Linked DNA regions of Mus musculus: region 1 is linked to region 2. A link is a contact called in public Hi-C data. All regions are on one chromosome and are shown on one strand. The core of a region is the stretch at or near the end of the contact, and the rest is flanking DNA. Distances in the headings are between cores, read along the strand shown.

The links. A called contact is a pair of places that touch in the nucleus more often than the background predicts.
Region 1: a Hi-C map of embryonic fibroblasts shows a contact between it and region 2, with 2.0 times the contacts expected there. The contact joins two enhancer-like sites. A contact is called at or near these places in 9 of 484 Hi-C or Micro-C datasets (3T3-L1-derived adipocytes, the Patski cell line, brown adipocytes and 4 more), 1 of 115 datasets of contacts at active chromatin or transcription factors (vascular smooth muscle cells) and 1 of 9 other capture datasets (embryonic stem cells).

What each region holds. Positions count from the first base shown.
Region 1 is chr15:61,307,888-61,311,112 of GRCm38.p6, forward strand. The region is part of intron 4 of Gm29904 (a long non-coding RNA gene); the gene reads left to right. Among named protein-coding and RNA genes, the nearest start is that of Gm29904, 21 kb to the left of the region's middle. Within about 2 kb of position 1,769, at least 40 of the 459 cell types and tissues checked have an H3K27ac peak or open chromatin away from gene starts, as enhancers often do. A contact at or near this core is called in brown adipocytes and embryonic fibroblasts, where this site is marked.
Region 2 is chr15:61,163,822-61,167,215 of GRCm38.p6, forward strand. Gm38563 (a long non-coding RNA gene) reads left to right here. Exons shown (of 3, transcript XR_875374.2): 3 at 1,613-3,142. Among named protein-coding and RNA genes, the nearest start is that of Gm38563, 8.4 kb to the left of the region's middle. Within about 2 kb of position 2,115, at least 18 of the 459 cell types and tissues checked have an H3K27ac peak or open chromatin away from gene starts, as enhancers often do. A contact at or near this core is called in brown adipocytes and embryonic fibroblasts, where this site is marked.

The DNA.
Region 1 (3,225 bases), core at 519-3,018, 140 kb after region 2:
CGAAAGCTTTGCATAATGTTTGGCTGTGGGTCTCTGTATCTGCTCCTATTATTGCTGGATAAAGACTCTCTAATGATTATGCTGGGCATCCCTAGCATGGGCCTTAGGTTGGACCAGTCATTGTTTGGCCACTCCCTCAAGTTCTATACCTCATTTATCCCAGCCCATTTTTGTAGGCAGGACAAATTGTAGGTTGAAGATTTTGTGGTTGGGTAGCTCCAATCCCTCCACTAGAAGCCTTGCCTTGTCAGAGAAGATGGCCAGTTCAGGTTCCATATTCCCCATTATTAGAAGTCTTCAATAGGGTCAGCCTTGTAGGTTCAAGGGAATTTCTATTGCACTAGGTTTCTACCATGCCCATGAAATGCCTCAACCACTAATTCCAGTCATTTCTCCCAGTACTCTCTCCCTGTACCACTTGATCCCTCTTGTTCCCATTCCCAACCTGCCACCATACCACCTGTGTAATCTCTTTTATTTTCACTTCCCAGGGAGATCCACGTCTCTCCAACCCCTTTGAGCATTTCTTGTTACTTAGCCTCTCTGGTCTGTGGATTGTAGCATGATTATTCTTTCCTTTACAACTAATATCCACATGTAGGTGAGTATATACCATGATTGTCTCTCTGGATCTCAGTTACCTCATTAAGGATGATTTTTTTTCTAGTTCTATCCATTTGCCAGTAGATATCATGATTTCACTTTTTTAAATGTCTGAGTAATACTCTATTATATAAATGTGTCACTTTTTCTTTATTCACTTTTCAGTCAAGGGACATGTATGTTGTTTCCCAGTTTTGGCTATTATGAATAAAGCTGCTATGGACATAGCTGAGAAAGTGTCTTTGTAGTATCATAAAGCATCCTTTGGGTATATGCCCAGGAGTGGTATAGCTAGGTCGTGAGGTAGATCAATTTCTCATTTTCTGAGAAACTACCATGTTGATTTCCAAACTGGCTGTACAAATCTACATGGGGATGCCTTCTTTAACAAACAGAACAGGAGTGTTATGGAAAGCCTTTTTGTGTTGAACTTGTTCCAATCTCTCCGTGGGCAATGCTCTGGATGTTAGTCCTATCTGTACTTTGGGCATCTAGGACAAATGTGTGGGCATCTCTCTCCCTTACAGTGGATTTCTGCTGAAGTCTCCTGCTGGAACGAGAACAGCACTATTGCGTTCCCTTTCCACTGCTGACATGATGCAATAGATCTGGTGACAGGAGGCTTTCCTTTCTCCAGTTGTCCTTGGACCTAGCCATGCCTCTTGAGGTTATGTAAAACTCCCTGTATTCCTTGGCAGGTGGCCCTGGGAACTTGAATGCATGACTCTTGGGTTAAACATTCAAGTTGAATACAATGAAGAGCTGATTCGTCTGAAAAGCTCCCTGAGTTTTCATATCTCTAGACTTAGAATATAGTTTTGTGCACTAAATCTTTTAGACCTCCATTAAATTAAAGCTACAGAAAATGTTCTTAAAACAATTTATTTAATCTATTTTGCATCAAGCAACCATCCTGGACAAGGACTATTTTGACATCAAACAAAGCAGGGAGGAGGAAAAAGACACTGACGTTTTAGAAGTATCAAATGGAGTTTACATATTCTAACATAAACACAAAGCATTGTCTTAGTTGTTAAAAGTGAAATAAACTTTTGATCAAAGTGAAGTACAAGTGTTCGGCTCGATTCCCCCCAGTGAGACTTGGCCATTCACTTTAACCTCAACGTATTTCTTCAAGCATGAGTGAAGACAATGGTATGCATTTCAAAATAGCCTTATGAAGCAATAGGAGAAAAATCTGTATGATGTGCTTTGTTCCCTATGAGCTGATCATTGAGTGGTAGGTCACCACCAGAAAGAAGAAAGTGACAGATATTTTATTACCTCAGCTATTTTAAAGATCTTTCTAGTTGAAGTAAAATTATAAATGTATTTTTTCCCTTTGCCCTTTCAATTCATTTGGTAGAGGGCAGCTTAGCTGGGCCTTGAAGCATTTGGAAGGTCATTCTGTGCATGAATTTGTTTTGGCATTTATGTCTGCCTTCTTTATTTTATTTTATCCAGTGCCAAGGGGGCATTTTGACTGGCACAGGAGCCAAGTGAAACCAAGTGCTTACTCCAAGGGATGTGTGTGTATGCCTGAGCTCTATGAGAATCACCTTCTGTCTGTCTGATGAAGTCTAACTTTCTTCCCCACTGCCGTGTCTCTGAGAGACGTATACTATTTCCTTGGCCCTGTCAGTTTCATTCCTTGTCTGTCTCATTCACCTAGACCACAAGGCTCTATCAGCACAGCCCCAGAAACACGATGCAATGTCCCAGAATTCATTTAGACAGGCTTACAAGGGACCATAATGAAATTTATTCCAAACCCTAAATGGAGGAAAAGGTTGCTCTGCCTGTCTGGCACTTGACTTCATTATTCTTTCTTTTTCCTAGTAATGGGAATTTTGTTCACTGTCCCTTGAAAGATACCAATCACCTGAGCTCACCTGTTCTCATTACCCTTACTTTTGATCAGTGGCTCCAGAATGAATCATGTGAAAAATTTCTACTGCATTAAGCTGAGTCCCTTTCAAGTAGCCTGAGGATAAAATGCATTATTCAGTATGTTCTGTACCCTCCAGTGCCTGAAGAGATTTGGGATATGCAGTGGTTCTGATTCAGAAGAGATTGGGAGAAGACACATATATGGCACTTTTCCCCGAAGAGCCTTGGAGAAGAAAATGTATAACAAACAGTAAGGAAAGTCCAAATGTGGGTGGGAACTGAAGTCTGAAGTCTCAGAGTACTGAAGCTCTGCCCCCTGTGTACATGGTCCCCTAGAAGCAAATCTCCCATCTGCAGAGCTTGTGGCAGATGAACCATTCATTGTCCACGTTTCTAAGGTGATGCTGAGTTTTGTTCTTGGAGTTTAGAGATTATGGGTCTAGAGATTCTTCACAGCTTCTCCAATGGCCATATATGCCTGTATAAGAATGTGTGCAGTTTAAATTAAGTGAAAAAACAAAGAGGACCCATGAGATACACGTTGCACATGTAGGCTTTATCCATCTTGCTCTTTTAAAAGCTACATTCAGGTGTGACACATATTGTGTGGTCTCCCTCTTCTGAATGAAATGACCTGTGGAGTTTCCTGGGCCCACAGAGCTGAGCAGCCATCAGCACAATAAACTGTACAACACTTTCTTAGCCAAGAATAAAACCCTAATAATCCTGTTA
Region 2 (3,394 bases), core at 865-3,364:
ATCAGCTCCCCGTTATCTGCCTCACTGACCCCAAATAAACCCGCCCTCCTCTTAAATAATCTCACCTACGTATTCTATCACAGCAGTAAAAGGTTGATTACCACAGGTGAGTTCATCAACTTTACCAGATACAGTAATGGAGTCACTGGAACTGGATAGGCGACTGTGCATGAGAAAAGGAGGAGACGCCAAAGATAGAAGTGAGACCTTTGAGCAGTGGGTAAGTGAAGGAGATATTTACAAGGAAGGAGAAAAAAGGGACATTTTCGTAAAACAAAATAAAACAAGCAAACAAATAATCTCAACAATTTCATTTTATTGCTACTACAGTAAGTACCTATTTGAATCTGAGCAGCAGAAATATCTTGAGGAGATAGGGTCTAATCAGAAGAAACAAGTCACCAGGGTTTATATACTCTTGGTCCTGCTCCTTGCCTCCCTATTTCTTTCTGTCTCTGTCTCTCTCAAGTTGAGTACCGAATAGATGAATCTGTAGTCTTCAAACACCAAATAAATGTCACAGTGTACCAGACATGGCTCCTAGCAATGCAGCTGTGTTTAGTGCCTGATTGGAATCAGATGGAGAGAGATAGAGATAGACACAGAGAGAGAGTCAAAGAGATGGGGAAGGCAAGGATCAGAACCAAAAGTGTACCCGTTCTGGTGACTTATCACCCTGGTGATATGTTTCTTCTGGTTAGACCCCATCTCCTCAAGAAACAGCTAACTTGCTTGTGATGATAACTTACACAGCATCTTCTAAGTGAAGAATTAAACTAACAAGTTAAGAGGTCTGGAGAAGCCCATCAACATGTTTAGTTGAAGAAAGGGGGAGGGACCTTCCCAGAAGAGTGAGAAATCATAATGAGGGAAGAATGGAAGAGACAGACTCAGTCGTTTATGAGGAGGGCTGGTCAGTCCTGCCAAGTTCGGCTGAAGGGACAAGAAGCAGGAAGTCATGGAGCCTTCGTGTCACATACTAAGGGGTCAGGACACAGATCCAGCCACCTGCTCCTCCTGAAATCTGTTTTAAAAAACAGCAAGATGCACAAAAGGACAGCAGACAGTGTAGTTGGGAAATCACAGAATCTCCTTGTAGCTTGTTTATAATAACTTGGACATGCTACATTTTCTCAAGATAAAGGAGCAATGTCTTGTCCATTACCCTGCCTGATTGGAAGCTGAGAGGATATGGACACTTATTCCAGAGAAAAGCAAGCCTCAGGAGGCTCTGGCTCACTAATGACTGTTTCTCCATGATTTCTCCTGTCCCCTTTGACCACTGCCGTGGCTACTGTCGCATCACTTCAATTCCCAGGACAGTACCATTTGCCAGCAGATTCTGCTGTCGAAGCAAAAGCTTCCTGGCTGGTTATATAAAACACAATGTGGGAAAGAGTTAATTGGCAAACAGAGTGACTATATTTGCAACCCAAGAAGGCCTGCTGTGACTTGCTATCTGCAGAGCTAAGCAGCTTGCTGTACAAGTGATATTCGAAGCTTACTGCTGTTAATGCCAACGGGGCCACTTAACACCTCCCTGTAAATGGTCTCAAGATTAATATCTTGCCATTTAGGTTATGTTCTTTTTTTTTTTTCTTTCCCTCCTTAGGATGAGAAATTTTCTTCATCTTTTGCCTAAGAGAAGGTCAGACATGGCAAATCCCTGGGGTGAGAGGCCCACTGGAAAGTTACTGTATAACTACACTCCGTGCAGTATGAATCACAGAACTGGAAAATTACTCAGCAATGAGGAAAAGACATGGCCCGTGGAATCCAAGACCTGCATTCATATCTGTAGACATGAGTTTAACTTAAATTAGTAGTTCTCAGCCTTTCTAATGTAGCAACCCATTAATACAGTTCCTCGGGTGGTGGTGACCCCCAACCATAAAGTTATTTTGTTGCTATTTTAAAACTGTAATTTTCCTATTGCTACGAATTGTAATGTAATGTAAATGTATGTGATGGTCTTAGGTCACCCCCGTGTAAGGATCCTTTGCCTGCAAAGGTGTCATGACACAGAGGTTGCGAACTGCTGACATAACGTGTCAGCATTAACTTTCTTTTATTTAGTGAGAGAGGGAACACAGTAACTCGTTATCACTTTTGTTGGTGGACAGCTCATTCTAACCAGGCCTCCTCCCTTTCCCACTTACTGAAGAGTCACAGCTTCAGCTGTGCATTCTTCATGATTGTTCCACCCCTTCCTTCAATAATGTTCTTTCCTTAGGACTTTCTGACATCCTGCATGCCTAAGGGTTCCTTCTGTTTTCTTCTTCCTCGAATTTCCGTAATAGCTACTTCTCAACTGATCGAAGAAGCAGGAGGTAGGCTGTCTTCTTGATTTTTCTTACACACTCCCTCTAGTTAGTAGCCATTATCATCTCATTAGGCACCATGCATGTGCTGACAACTCTCAAATGCATTTCTGGAGCCTACACGTGTCCTTGAGATATGGTTTGTTTCACTCACCTGCCCAGCTGGCATTTGCACTGGGGTGCTCTTTAATCAACATGTATCTTATATCAACATACTTCTGAGTCATGAACACCTCCTTAAGAATCTAGTTTCCCATGTTTACCACTCCTAAATCAAGTGTACCACAACGATCCTCATGACTTCAGCTAGAAGTCCCAGGTTCATAATCTTTTCCTCTCTTTCTTGCTCTCTATATATATGTTCTCATATGGACTCTAATTCACAAAAACCTATTCAGTTCATTGATTTCTGAATGTTTTTATGCTCATTTCCTGGGTACTGCATTTTTCATTGCCATTCTAGAGCCACTTGCCATCCTTCTCCATCCAGTGCTATTGCTTGGCAGGCTTGGCATCATCAGTTCCCTAGTTGCTGTGCTTCGGCTGTGAAAACAGAGAGAAGGAAAGCCTGGGGTTAAGGGATGTGTTCCATGCTTTCCTTGATTTGAGGCTTACTATACACTGAAGGAATCATCAATAGTAAGCCTACTTTATCCATACAGGAAGCCATTCTCTTGCTCCAGGTCTCCAAGATTCTAAACAGTATTCTTGTGGCTTCTGTGTACCCTGACTTGAATGAAGTCTGTATTGAATGTCCCCAAACTATTTTTACTTGAAAATTCTCTTAGGCTTTCTATTGCTGTGAAGAAACTCCTTGACCAGGGCAACTCTTTTTCTTCTTTCTTTTATTAATCACTTGATTTGTTTACATTTCAAATGATATCCCCCTTCCCAGTACCCTGCCAACCCACTCCATCCCATTCTCCCTCCCCTTTGCCCTTATGAGGGTGCTCGAACACCCACTCTCCCACACACGCCTCACCACTCTAGTGTCCAACTATGCTGGGGAATCAATAGGCAGAACCCCCAGTTGATGTATCGAGCTCACCCATCTCAAAAAATTTACCCCAGAA